Linked DNA regions of Solanum lycopersicum: region 2 is linked to region 1. The links are chromatin contacts, called in public promoter capture Hi-C maps. All regions are on one chromosome and are shown on one strand. The core of a region is the stretch at or near the end of the contact, and the rest is flanking DNA. Distances in the headings are between cores, read along the strand shown.

The links. Promoter capture Hi-C pulls out the DNA fragments that hold promoters and counts their contacts.
Region 2: a promoter capture Hi-C map of leaf shows a contact between it and region 1, with 3 times the contacts expected there. The contact joins the promoter of LOC101245750 here to the promoter of LOC101249452 in region 1. A contact is called at or near these places in 1 of 1 promoter capture datasets (leaf) and 1 of 8 Hi-C or Micro-C datasets (leaf).

What each region holds. Positions count from the first base shown.
Region 1 is chr4:1,438,348-1,444,937 of SLM_r2.1, forward strand. It overlaps LOC101249452 (ubiquitin receptor RAD23c), which reads right to left and starts at 2,222. Exons shown (of 12, transcript XM_004236917.3): 1 at 1,856-2,222. The coding sequence starts at 1,921. LOC104646741 reads right to left here and starts at 4,925. Exons shown (of 1, transcript XM_010321120.4): 1 at 4,368-4,925. The coding sequence starts at 4,925. The coding sequence ends at 4,368.
Region 2 is chr4:1,580,908-1,587,690 of SLM_r2.1, forward strand. It overlaps LOC101245750 (nuclear pore complex protein NUP98A), which reads left to right and starts at 3,513. Exons shown (of 14, transcript XM_010321116.4): 1 at 3,513-3,698; 2 at 4,649-4,702; 3 at 4,813-4,881; 4 at 5,259-5,528. The coding sequence starts at 4,863. It overlaps LOC101251672 (PHD finger protein At1g33420), which reads left to right. Exons shown (of 6, transcript XM_004236925.5): 4 at 1-194; 5 at 284-1,196; 6 at 1,276-1,962. The coding sequence ends at 1,103.

The sequences.
Region 1 (6,590 bases), core at 972-3,471:
AATCTATATATAGAAATGTATCCTGCTAATAGCACTTGATTACTGAGAAACACTTTTATGTTGAGCCTAAAGAATTTGTCCAAACGCCTTATTATTGGTTGGACATCAAGAGCAACTATGGCTGACAGTATAGTTTGACACCAACTATCAGAACACTGATTTGTAACCAGCAACTGTGTTTCTTTGCAGCAGTGAAAAAATACCGATGTTACTTCATTAAATAGTGAGAAACTAGTCAAAAAATACAACTTACCAAAATAATCTAACGAGGGCTAGTTTTCCAAATTCTTCCAATTTCTACAAAGGGATCTCATGCAACTTCAACCGTATTAGCAAAACCTTGTTTCAAACTTCACAACTTCATCCGGATGTCATGCAATTTCAACCATATTAGCAAAAGCCAAACTTCTTTTCTGCCGATAGAAGAAACCACGCCCTTCCATGTCAGTCTTTGGTTTCCAAGAGTACAGCAGCTCAACAACTTAACTCCAAACCAATTGGAGTCAGCTATATGAATGTCTATATCTATCCATTCCATTATTTTTTTAAAATTAAATATCCACCCGTTCTATTCAACAATTTTCAGAGGATTCATCGAAGCAGTGTTGTAAAAGGCGATCATCACCTAGTCACAATGGCGAGAGGCGAAGTGAGGCGACCCTTCATCGCCTATTAGCTTTGTGGCAAGGCAATCTTCAAAAGGCGACGCCATGGTGACAAAGGCAAGAAACGTGTCGCCTTCTGTATTTTCTTAAAAAAGGTTACTAACTTAGAATTCTAAAAGTTAAAAGATGACTTTACGGTTTTCTCGCAACTCTTTGACTGCGACTGCGACAGCGACTCCAGCCAATTGACTCGATTAGACTTCTCCGGCTACCAACCATACTTTTCCGGCGACTCCAAAGTCCAACCAATACATAGTTCTTCTTTCTTCTTCTTTTCTTCCACAGATTTCTTCTTCTATTTCTTTTTCCTCTTCCTTCAGAATTTTGAGTCACTTCTACCTCTGTTTTTTCATATTTATTTTGACTTTGTTTTGTTTTTTTCTCATTCAAGTTCTAGACTTTCGGTATCTACTTTCTATTTTCAGTTTTTGAATTAAAATATTTGCTAATATGTTATTACTACAGACATTTTTATTACTATATAAGCAATTTAATACTTCAAAATTTTTGGTATAATTCGCGCCACACTTCAAAAAGACCGCATTGTCTTGTCGCCTTTTGTTGCCTTTCGCCATCAAAAACCAACTGCCCCTACATGGACCCTCTGCAACCGTCGTCGTCTAATATTTAGAATTCAAATAATTGTTAATTTAACTATCTTCCTTCATTCTATTGCAGGCTCTTCTTTGGCTTAAAACTAGCTATAACTTGGCAAGCAGCCCAAGCTCACAAGTCACACAGGATATGTTTCCAAGAGTACATCAACAGAGGAAGTACTTTACACTTCCATAGATGCATCTTCCGACAACAAAATGGCCTCCCTGAAGAAACAAATCACTAAGCAACACCAGCACTATAGCACAATCTCAAAACACTTAAAAAAGAATCCACTAATTATACCCAATACACACAATCAGAAACTCCTCAAAACTCAAATCAAAACCAAAACCACTTCAATTCAAACCTCAACATCGCCTAACTCGGAATCTAATCAACAAATTAGAGCAGCAACCGACTGAATCAGTCATTACTGACAGTCAGTCACATCTATGCATCACAAAGCACGTCAACAAATCAAAACAAACCTCAATTCCGAAAAAAATGGTAAAAACAAGCTGAATTCAAACAACATCGCTGATATCATCAGCTCATGTATAATCAAATAAAGAGTTCAAAAAAAAAAAACGGACCGTATCTTCAGGTTTGACTTCAATTTCAAAGTGAGAGCCTTTGAGAGTTTTCACAAAAATCTTCATATCTGTTATTCCGTCACCGGAAAGTTTGATCGCCGACCGACGAGAGGGAGAGGACGACGGAGAGCCCAACGGTGAAGGAAGAATAATGTAGAAAGGACCGTAAGGTGCAAGTAAAGAGTTAAAAGAGTACAGGCCTTTTTATATATTTAATAACTGAGGAGACACTTTCACGCGTATGATATGTGCGTGTAAGACACGCGATAAGGATTTGGGTAGTTTGGGTAGCGCGTGTGGTGAAAGGCGAAGGAGAAAGATTGGGAGTAGGTGTTGAAGACTGAATGAAGGAAAGGATCAGCTAGCTAGATTTTTGTTATACGCAGGACTTATATTATATATAATCGCGATAGGATATTTTTAAAATTATCAATTATTTGAGTATGAAATTAATAATTTATTGTGTTTTTAATAATTTTCTCTCTATTAACAATTCTTTTCGTTGTACTTTTTTGATGTATTTATTTATTTATTCCAATTTTATCAGGGCTTAAAAAACATAAATCAATTGGTTTAGGAATAAATGAAATTCATAAATTATGATGGAGATTTAATATAGTGCTATTTTTGTAGTTGGAGATGAAATTGTGGTGATATATATCAAACTCATCCACCCTTGTAATAGCCTCATGCACCTTCAAGTCTACCCACCTAACCTAAAATTATAAGATCTAAAAGGGAAAGAAAGATTAGGAATATATATATATATATATATATATATGAGAGCATGATATTTACTTTGTATACAAAAATCTATATATTAATTCTTTTTTTTATATGTAAATGTTATAAGTTATATATGCATTATACACTATATATATACACACACTGCATATAGTATATGTGTTAGATACAGAATAGATGCACCTTTCATTATATACATTTTTTGTCAGTACTCATCATAGCCATTTAATCTTTCACACTCATTCTTTTTGTTTTTTTATTATAATATGTCTATAATACATTAATCAAGGTATATTTAGTGTATAATATATACATATATTAATATACACATATTGTTACAATTTTTCCCTCTTTAGAATATATATACACACATGTCTCAACTCATTTTATTGATATATTTCAAATTGACATATTGAATAGTGGCCTTCAAGTTTTGGTTTGAATGTGATAGTTAATTATCTACAAAGAGTTTTTTATCACATCTAAGTAAAATATTTGGATCAAGAGGAATTGCCAAAAAAAAAATTCTTCATTAAACTTTCTTAAGAATTGTGCATGGAAATAAAGAGAAAAAGCCCATCCACAATGGATCTACAACAAAATATATGGGTTGGACAAAGATTAGTTCAAAAGTTATTTGGACAAATGAATTGGGCTAAAATTGGTTTTAAGTGGGTTGGGCCATGCTTCTCATAAGATGACCCAATTATCTTAATTGTCCACCTTACCACGAATCGAAAAATATTTTTAAATGATCCACTTGATCGTGATCGAGATCAATAAATCGAGCTTTGAGACATTCAAAACATGAGACTCAAGTCTCAAGTCTTATCCCTAAATGCGGAACGAAGACCAAATCTTAGTCTGACATTGCTAAAAAATGTCAAAAGGCAATTTAGAAAATTCATATTTTGTTATTACACATAATGTGACTGATTCTGTTAGAAGGAATTTTTCAAAAATATACCGTTCTATATGAAATATTACTCTACGTAACTCAATATACACTAAGCAAATTACCATACATAATAGAGTGCAATAAATCCAATTTGATGATATATAATATTTAGTTTATGTGGAATGGATACTTTTTTCTCTTAATAAACATTAATTTTCCCCCTATTTTTAAATGCCCTAAACATGTAATAACTACACTATTAAATAATGGTCAAGACTCATGATGGGATGCCCAACTACACTCGTAAACATGTTAGATTTCTTCTTATTTATACTCACATAAGATAAAGAATGAGTTAAAAATAATATCGTTTTATTTGACTTGATCGTTGTGTCAAGTGTCGTGGTGCCTTGAGCAACTCTTAATTTTGTTTGTCAATCTCGTAATTAATTTCATCTTCGATGTATAAAAAATGTTATATTTATATATTTGTGTTCATGCATATACACAAAAAGTCGATCAAAACTCTATTTTTTTAAAAAAAAAATGGGGGCATGTGATGACATAACGTCCTCGTATGAACCTTAGGAATAGAGATCAGCATCGAGAAGCCCATTCGTTGAGCTATTTAATACTTGTGAATATGTTTACCGCAAAGAAAAACATGTTTTTCTAATATATTAAAAAAATTCAATATTAACCGATAATTCTATAATTTATTTCATAAATATAAAATTCCACTATCTTTTGGTTCAAAATTTAATATCCAGAAATTTGTATACTCTGTTCTTGCTTTTTAATATTTAAATTAAATAATATTAATAATTAAAAAGAAGATTAAAACCCCAAAAAAAAAAAGATTTACACTTCCTAGTTTGCCGGTAACGTCTCGGGTCTCCATAGAAAATCGGGTGACCCGAAACCAAGATCCGAATGATCAAACAATCCATCTAGTGCTACGTATTCACAAACACCAGTGTTAAAATCCACTAAATCAGCGATCCCCAATTCGAACGAATCGTAATTCGGAATTCTCTCTTCCACTTCCCATATTGAATCCGGTGAAACTCCGATCAATTCGACTACCGATTCACTTCCCTCCGCCGTTGCCGGAGGAAGTCCGAGTTCATCATCCGACGCTTCGAGAAGGTAACCTAACTCCGGCTGAGACTCATCAGAATCCGCCGTCAAATCCACCGCTTCCGTCTCCATCACCTTCGCCGGTGACGGAGAAGCTGTAATTTCTTCTTCGAAACTCTTCATGAACGAATCGAAATCATGACTCGTGGTGCAAAACTCGGAGCTATCATCGTCATCGGTGAGATCGTACAACAGATTCTCCTTGAGTTTCTTCACTTCCGGTGAGTTATATTCTGATTCTTCCGATTCAACTCGGACTCTCTTCTTTCTACTCATCATGCTCTCCATAGAAATTCGCAGAATGCGTGTAATACACGTGCTTAGATTTGAGAATTGAAAAGGTTTTGAGTGAGGAGAGAGGGAAGATAAGAGTTGGTTTATATAGTGGAGACAAAGAGGAGAGAGAAAGTGGAGTAAAATGATGTAATGTCGGCGCGTGGGTGGGAATTATTTGTGGGGCAGTTATGGTCGTCTCTAGATTTTTATTTTTTAAATTAAAAAAAAAATTATTTTTATTTAATTAATTTAGAAACTTTATGTTTAAACGTGTTGGTGGTGTGTTTTAGAAGATTTATTTAATTTTTTTTTTCTTTTTGTAAGTGGTGGGGGTGGGGTACTTTGTGAATAGTAATATAAATAATATTCCGTGATTAGCTGGTTTTGATTTCAGACTTGGAGTACGGAATTTGTCGTAGTATGGACCTATATGGGTTAGTCAATTAACGAGGTGGTTTGGTATCGGGTAAGAGTAATAATATAGAAATAATTTTACGAGGAAATTTTTTACCATCGTAATTTTTAGTAATATATTTTTAAGAAAAATATATTTTCATGTGAATATCATGAGTAGTAATTTGTTTAAGTAAGTATATACCTCCGTTTTAAAAAGAAAGTCAACTTTCATATATAGCAAACAAAATTTTTTATATTTGTATGTTATAGCAAAGTTTGCATAATTGTGCTCCATAGCAAACATAAAATTGTATAATTCGCTATACATATATAATTGTATAATTCGCAGGTCTATTTTGCTGCAATTGTATAATGCACAATTGTATAATTCGCTGCCTATTTCGCTTCAATATTTGTATAAAATTTTGTTTTGCATACAATTGAATCGAAGTAAAATATATGTATATTGCATAATTATAAGTTAGGAAGAAATATATGTTTTTTTGTCGCTTTATACAAAAACACAAACACAATTTATACCATTTTGTTGTATAAAACAAGAGAAAATTGTATTTCACTGCAATTGTATAATTCGTTGGCCTTTTTCGCTGCAATATTTGTATAAAAATTGTATTTGTCTACAATTGAATTGAAGTAAAATATTTGTAAATTGTATAATTAAGTGTATAGCACAAATATATATGTTTTTGTATGTGTATATACAATTTTCTCTCGCTTTATACAAAACGGAAACACAATTTATACATTTCTGTGTAAAGCGAGAGAGGCGAGCAGAGGGAGAATGGCGATCGAGAATGGGAGAGTGGCGAGCGAGATTTTTGGGAGAGAAGGGACTGATAAACTCTGGCTAACGTTTGCTATGGAGCACAATTAAATCAAACCGTAGCTACTCTATTTATTTTAGGTTATTAGTTTGCTATTATATACAATTATCCCTAAAAAGAATGACCTACTTTTTTTTTGGTCTGTTTCAAAAAGAATAACCTTTTTCTTTTTTGATAACATTTTAAAATTAATTTTACGTGGCATGTTTAAGGATACAAGATCAAAGGATAATTTTGTACATTCGACCTAACTTTAATCTAGGATCACAAGATACAAAAAATAATAATTTATACTCTTAAATTTTATGTCAAATCAATTCAGGTAATTCTTTATAAAATGAAGGAGTATATACTTTTAAAATATACTTACTTAAATAGTATATGTGGGTAATTGGTCCTCCCAAAATTAAGCAATTTTGATCAAATTCAAATATAT
Region 2 (6,783 bases), core at 2,263-4,762, 140 kb after region 1:
GCAATGTTTAGAGTACTACGGGCTGTCTCTGGGCCCAATTGGGTGAGCTGGCGTGCTCTTAGAGGTGCTGTGTGTAAAGCTGGTCCTCCTGAACTCCTTGATTATTGCCTAAAGGCACTCCATGGAAAGCAGGTAGCTGACGGAATGGTTGTCAATGTCCGCAGCGTTTCTGGTTCTGGTGCTATGGAGTACAAGTCAGTAATCCATTCTTCTTTGGAGTCACATTTTGTGCATTGTAGATTTTTTTTGCTTTCTCACTGATTTTTTTTCTGACTTGATGCAGAATTGAACGTTGCAACCCAATGGTTAATGTTAATACAAATGAGAATAGATTGCCTTGTACTCCCAACCTCCCATCTGAGGAACATCTGCGTCGAGATCTGAAGTACTTGTACGATTGCATGCTAAACCCATCGACAATGTCTAATCATGTTCCCTTGATCAAAAGGGAAATTGCAGTTGACTCTGCTACTACTGTTCTTGATTGCAAGCAATTTTTGAAAGTATATCAACCTGAAAAATTCTTGCCTATCCTTAAATCAGATGCAATCCAGGTGCTTTGTGAGGTGGACATCATAGAACAATCTGATGTACATTCCAGAAACCCTCCTCCAGAATTATTGATTCTCCCCTCGGATGCTACCATTTCCGACTTGAAGGCAGAGGCATCAAGGATGTTTCAAGATGTTTACCTGATGTTCAAAAGATTCCAAGCTGATGAGCTAGTTGGATATGGTGGTGTGAATGAATCTACTCAGATCAAACTCCTTCTAGGGTCTGCTGAATTTGTTACAGTCAGGGGAAAATTCCTGGGGAAAAATGGGCTGAGCAAGTATAGAATGGAAAGGGGAATGGAGAGATGGACTGTAGATTGCTTTTGTGGAGCAAAGGATGATGATGGGGAGAGGATGTTAGCATGCGATGTGTGCAGTGTTTGGCAGCACACTAGATGTGCCGGGATCCCTGACTTGGATGCTGTTCCTGCCAGGTTCATTTGTCTTAAGTGCAGATGTCTTCATAAGACTACTAACCCAAGCGGTAATTGCAAGGATGAATCAGTTGCTGGTGTGGGATTTGGGAAGAACCTGGCTCATGCTGTCTAAAGTGTGCTGGGATTATTTAATTGAGACCTTATCAAAGAGTATAATAATTAATAGCATTGATATCTATGAGATTGGAGGATGGCTCTATTCGAGGTATATCTACTTTTGTTATACATATGGTATGGTCTGTACTAATAGGACTTCTCTCATACATTACTTTGTGTTTCTGCAGTAAATGGGAGTCTCATTCTTGCTTGCATCATTGGTGCTGAGAATATTTTGCAGAATCTATGATGTTCATGGGTGGTGAAAACTTTAAACTACTTTTAGAACTTGGAAGATTGAAGATGGTGTGATCAGCCAACTCTCTCCTAATAACCAGTGGCAATGCGATTCATCTGCTTCCTCCTGAGTTGTGTTTCCAGGATGCAGGCTAGCGTTGCTAATGAGGACTAGCCTGTGCTGCAATTTACTGAATTTAGACAGAGACAAGCATGACGGAGGTTTATCAGATTGTTCACCTAAGCATTATTTAGCTTCTCTTACATTCCATGTTGAAACAAACCGGTGAAGTGCTATCTGAGCGTTGATAGAGTTCACAAGATACGTGCAGAACAAGCTTGCTCACAATGTATATAATACCTTCCTTTTTTTAAATACCCTTGATGTCAAGTTGTGGCTTGAAGCAAGTCTTTTCTTGTCATGGCAAGCTGAAGAAAGTAAGTTTGCTGTAGTATATTCGAGGAGTATTTTTACAATCTTGTGTTGGTTGAGACTTGGGTATCAGTGCGAGTATCTAGCCATGTTTACGCGATGAGGACTAGCCTCTACTCAAATGTTTCTTCTCTCATCTCTATTTAATGGAGTTAGAAACAGTGCAACAATGCTTATTCCTTCTGAAATTTAGATTATGTTAAAATGCTCTATGTTAGCTTTATGATCTACAAGTTTTATTTAGGCTTTAACCTTGTTTCTGTGAATTGTCAAAACCTGCTTATTATAATGAAAAAAATGCTGCAATAATTCTTTTTAAAGATAAATATTCCGTACAGAAATCATGGTTTCGAGTTAAATATTTGTTAGTAGTAGTAGTTCGTTATAATTTCAGTAGATGTTTGGTTGATTTGATACGAAGTTTCAAAAAGTATATGAGGATTCCGAATTTGTGGTCTTATGATGTATTAACATGTTCTTTTAATTTTTTTCTCTCTTAAACAATTATTAGGTGGAAAGTTCCAATTAATGAATTGAAAAGAAATATGTATTAATTTAAAATAAACTGTAAAGGGAAGTGAAATAAATTAGGTAACATGTTAAAAGTATTCCAGACGTTTAGCGTTTAAAAAAAATCGTTTTGAGTTAAAAGATTTTAGATAATGATCGTGAAAAACTGGTGTTATAATAACATGCAGTATTTTCACTCACTAATTGAAGTGTAAAGTGCGATGCATACATATAAGATATTCGTTTTTAAGTATGCTTCACCATAATCGCAGCATAAATTTAGTGTGTTTTATGTATTTTTTCTTAAGATAATATCAAAACTTGAATTAATAGGATTTGAATTTGACAATATTTCGTTGTAAGTTTTCTTCTACGATAATTGATAAATGGACTTTTACTTTTCAAATCTATGTACAAGTTTGATCATAATGTACATTCATTGGAGAAACAAAAACAATGACAAAAAAAGAAGAAGATGATAATGGCTAAAGCAGTATTAATCAATTATGAGCTGGTTGGGTAACAATCATATACAGTATTATTTTTCTTATTGATCTTCAAGCGATGTTGGTTAAAAATCAAAATATTCTATCAATCAAAGGCGCTGAGGTAGATTTCTATGTTCACGTGGAGTATACATGTATTCATTAACTTCGCATGACATCATGTATATTATGTTAGTCCATCTCGAGAAATTAAAAAAATAAAACTAAATATAGTTATCAATATCCTCGTAAAAAGCATGAAATGGTGCTTTATACTGCTAGCACAAGTTAAAAGATCCGCCGATGCGATCAGAGTTTTGTCAAATTTCTTTTTTTTAGCTTAATATTAGTGTATTTAGACTTTCCAAATCTTGGATTCGCTTCTCGAACTATGTAGTGTAATTGTTATAATATGTTCGAATTAATGATATTATATACACATATGCACATATATATTATAAAATTGGCTATTCACATTTTTTTATACAAGGAAACCCGCAATAACTAACATGTTTGAATTGATTTATTTTAAACATTTTAAAATATAGAGTTCAAATAAAAAGAAATATACTTTTAAATAATCATTTTTAAGTTCTAAAAAATACAAATAAGTTAAAGAAATTAAATTTCCTCTAACTTGTGAGTATGACAGTAGTCGGATCCTTAATCGGATACAAATAGTTTCATGTTAAACGGGCGGGCGGGTCTAAGCCCATTAACCGAACCGTCAATAATTAGCGTTGTTTAAAAGCTACGTTGCCTATTTGTATGATGCAGCGACCTTCTGATAGGGCTTTTTCCGACCAAAACACACACTCTAACTCCGCCGAAGTTGTACAAACGCTAGCTTCCGGCGACCTTTTCAGGTGATATTTCTGCTGCTTTCAGATCGAAAACGAGCAGCTAGTCGTCCGTCGGCCGGCAACATCTTCCTTGTACATCTCAGGTAGCGCCTTTAACCCTAGCTGTTACGATTCCGATTTCTATTCGGTTTCTCCATTACTTTATCAATTAATGTGATATTTTTAGAGGAACTTTCAAAAATAACAAAGATTTGAAACATAATGAGGCAACAATAACTGTAGTTTGCTAAATACATAGTTTACATGTTAGAGGGAGGGGAGGAGAGGAGAGAAGAGACGCGGATTGTATTTGTATGTACGTTGGACAATTGTATATAAGTAACTAGTATGTGTATGTATCAATGACTGTTTTTGTGTACATGTGATTAGTATGTATATGTATCAATAAATACAATAGTATTAATGAATACAATTTGTATCCATGAATAAGTTGTGTACAATTATATTAATTATTTTCCCATATTTTTATGGCCGAGGCTTATATATGTGGAAATCTATTTCTGAATGTGGATTTCTGTACATCCATTATCAAGCTATTGGTGACTTCATTCAACCAGGGACTTCTAAAGAGTAAGGATGATTGGCTTTGCATAGCCGAGATTAGCAAGCATACAGCAACCTAAATAAGAATATAACTTTTGTTGCAAGTTGCAACCTTTTTGATTGATATTTTTGGGGCTTATAGATTTAAATCAAGCATTTAGTAGTTGGTCATCAACACCTCCCCTTGGCATATTACGTAGAGCCTTCACCCTAGCGCGTTAGGTTTTTTATTTCTGATTTTGTTTCTGTTTCCTATACCTTATTCACATTCCACCCTAATGTATACAATATGCTTGTATGGATAATTTGACATATTCAGTTTTTTTTTGCCTTAATTGAGGGGGGAAATCAAGTCCAAAGTTGTACTTCTGCACATAGATGCAGTGTTGTCATTTAAGCACTGTTTTTACATTGATTTACGTGACGTTTTCAAGTTTTACTTTCTTAATAATGGATCTTCTTATTCTTTCCTTGTTTATTAATTTTGCAGCATAATGCATATACCTAGTGCATAGGATTTTTTTCATTCATTGAGGCATTATATGTAAGTGGAAACAGTCTTCTTTACTTCCGTTTCATTGAATTTTCTTTAGACGTATATTTCTACTTCAACAACCAATTGAGAATGATCTGCGCGTTCTGTCCTTTTTGTAGCTTAACTTGGACACTCCAACAACTGCTGGGAAAGATTTGACTATCCAACCATGTTTGGGTCCACGAATGGTAAGTACTTGCAGCTGTCTCAACATCTTTTTTATACTTGAGAAATCTATTCCCCCCTCTCCCCCCTTTACTTCTAATGAAGATAGTTATGACTCGTAGCTTTACTTACATTTTCGTTGAAACTGATACTCCTAACCAGAAATAAAGGATTAAAAAGGACTTGCCCATTCTTATTTTCAATAGCTGCTCTTTTCCACAGTGCACCCGCTCATCTTTCCATTAATTTGCTTCATTTCATAGAAACTATGCCTTTTTTATTTCGATTTGTGTAGTATTTTCTGAAATTTTCTCGTCTATGGTACAATTGTTAGTCTTCATTTTCCTCTTATCGTATACAGTGAGGATGTTCACTGCTGACTGCTTTCTGTTTGTTTCAGCTTTCGGGCAGTCATCTTCTAGCCCATTTGGGTCACAATCAGGTTTCGGGCAGACAAGTAATAACCCATTTGCTCCAAAACCTTTTGGCAGTACAAATCCATTTGGTTCTCAATCAGGTGCTTCCTTTTTTGGTAGCACTTCCACTGGAGTGTTTGGAACCCCCCAATCTTCTTCACCTCTGGGGTCTACATCAGTTTTTGGTGCATCATCCTCACCTGCATTTGGAGCTTCTACTACCACTTTTGGCAGTTCATCACCAGCATTTGGGAGTAAGTATTTGTCTCTTCAAGCTTCATTACATAATTGTGTTATATATATATTTTTTCAGAATGCAATCAATGCTTCATCTCTACAAGCTTCCTTACATAATTGTATTTTAGATGTCTTTTTTCAGAATGCATTCAATGCTTTATTGTATTTTATAGTATTGCTTACACCAAATGTGTTGATACCATTCATCATGATTCTGGGTTTACATCTCAGTGGCCCATGAGGTGGATAGTTAATGATCATTTATTATGCATGTGTCAATGACATTAGGGCTGGCTCACCATTATCAGTTACCACCACTCACCCCCACAATTACCATCCTCAACAGTCGCAACCACCACCGCGACCACAGTGCCAATTATTACAATCAACTATCATCGCTGTTAGACAACTACCAATCATCACTAGCCGCCACCATTATATATAAGACAGCCTCCATAATGATTCGCAACCATCATTTCCTATCACTATCATTCACCACCACCAACTATCTTTATCAACCACCACTTCCAGCCACAACTAACTCCTACCTCTAACACCTCCAGTAGCCAACACCATCCTTCATTGACACCCACAACTACCACCGCTAGCCAGCACTACCAACCATCTTTGATTTTTAAAAATATTGTATTGATTTAGCGCTAGATTGATTTGGTATTTCATTAAATTTTATATTAACTTATTTTTAAATGATTTTGTAAAACAAACAAACTTAATTATTTAGCATTCAAGTCTTAATACAACGATAGAAAATATAACAAACCCAGTATAAGATGTATGTAGCCTTACCCCTATCTTTAAGGTGTAGAGAAGTTGTTTACTCGAACCTCATCAACCGTCCTCCTTTATCGGGGCTTAAGATCATCAATGTAAGCGAGCTCACACAAGCGGAGTTATATTCAGATGTTGACAACGAAGTCTTTTTGTTTAGTGTATTCAGATTCTAACATCTTTGTCTTGATCAAAAACCAAATGCTAAGTAGTAAGTACCAATGCCTGCATAAAGCTCAAGTGTATTATTTGTCTATTCAAATGAATTTGTGTTGTTATTCTCTTACATGATTATTAATGATATTTCCTATTTAAACCTTGTATCTGGAAATATTTTATATATTACGGAGAAATATGCTGTTTCGAGCTTCAAAACATGGTAAATACTGGGCGTGCATGTCTACCCTCCTTCACCTGTAGACTTTGAATCAGGGGAGTATACAATGTGAATTTTAGTGCTAATATTTTTTCCTGAAAAAAATA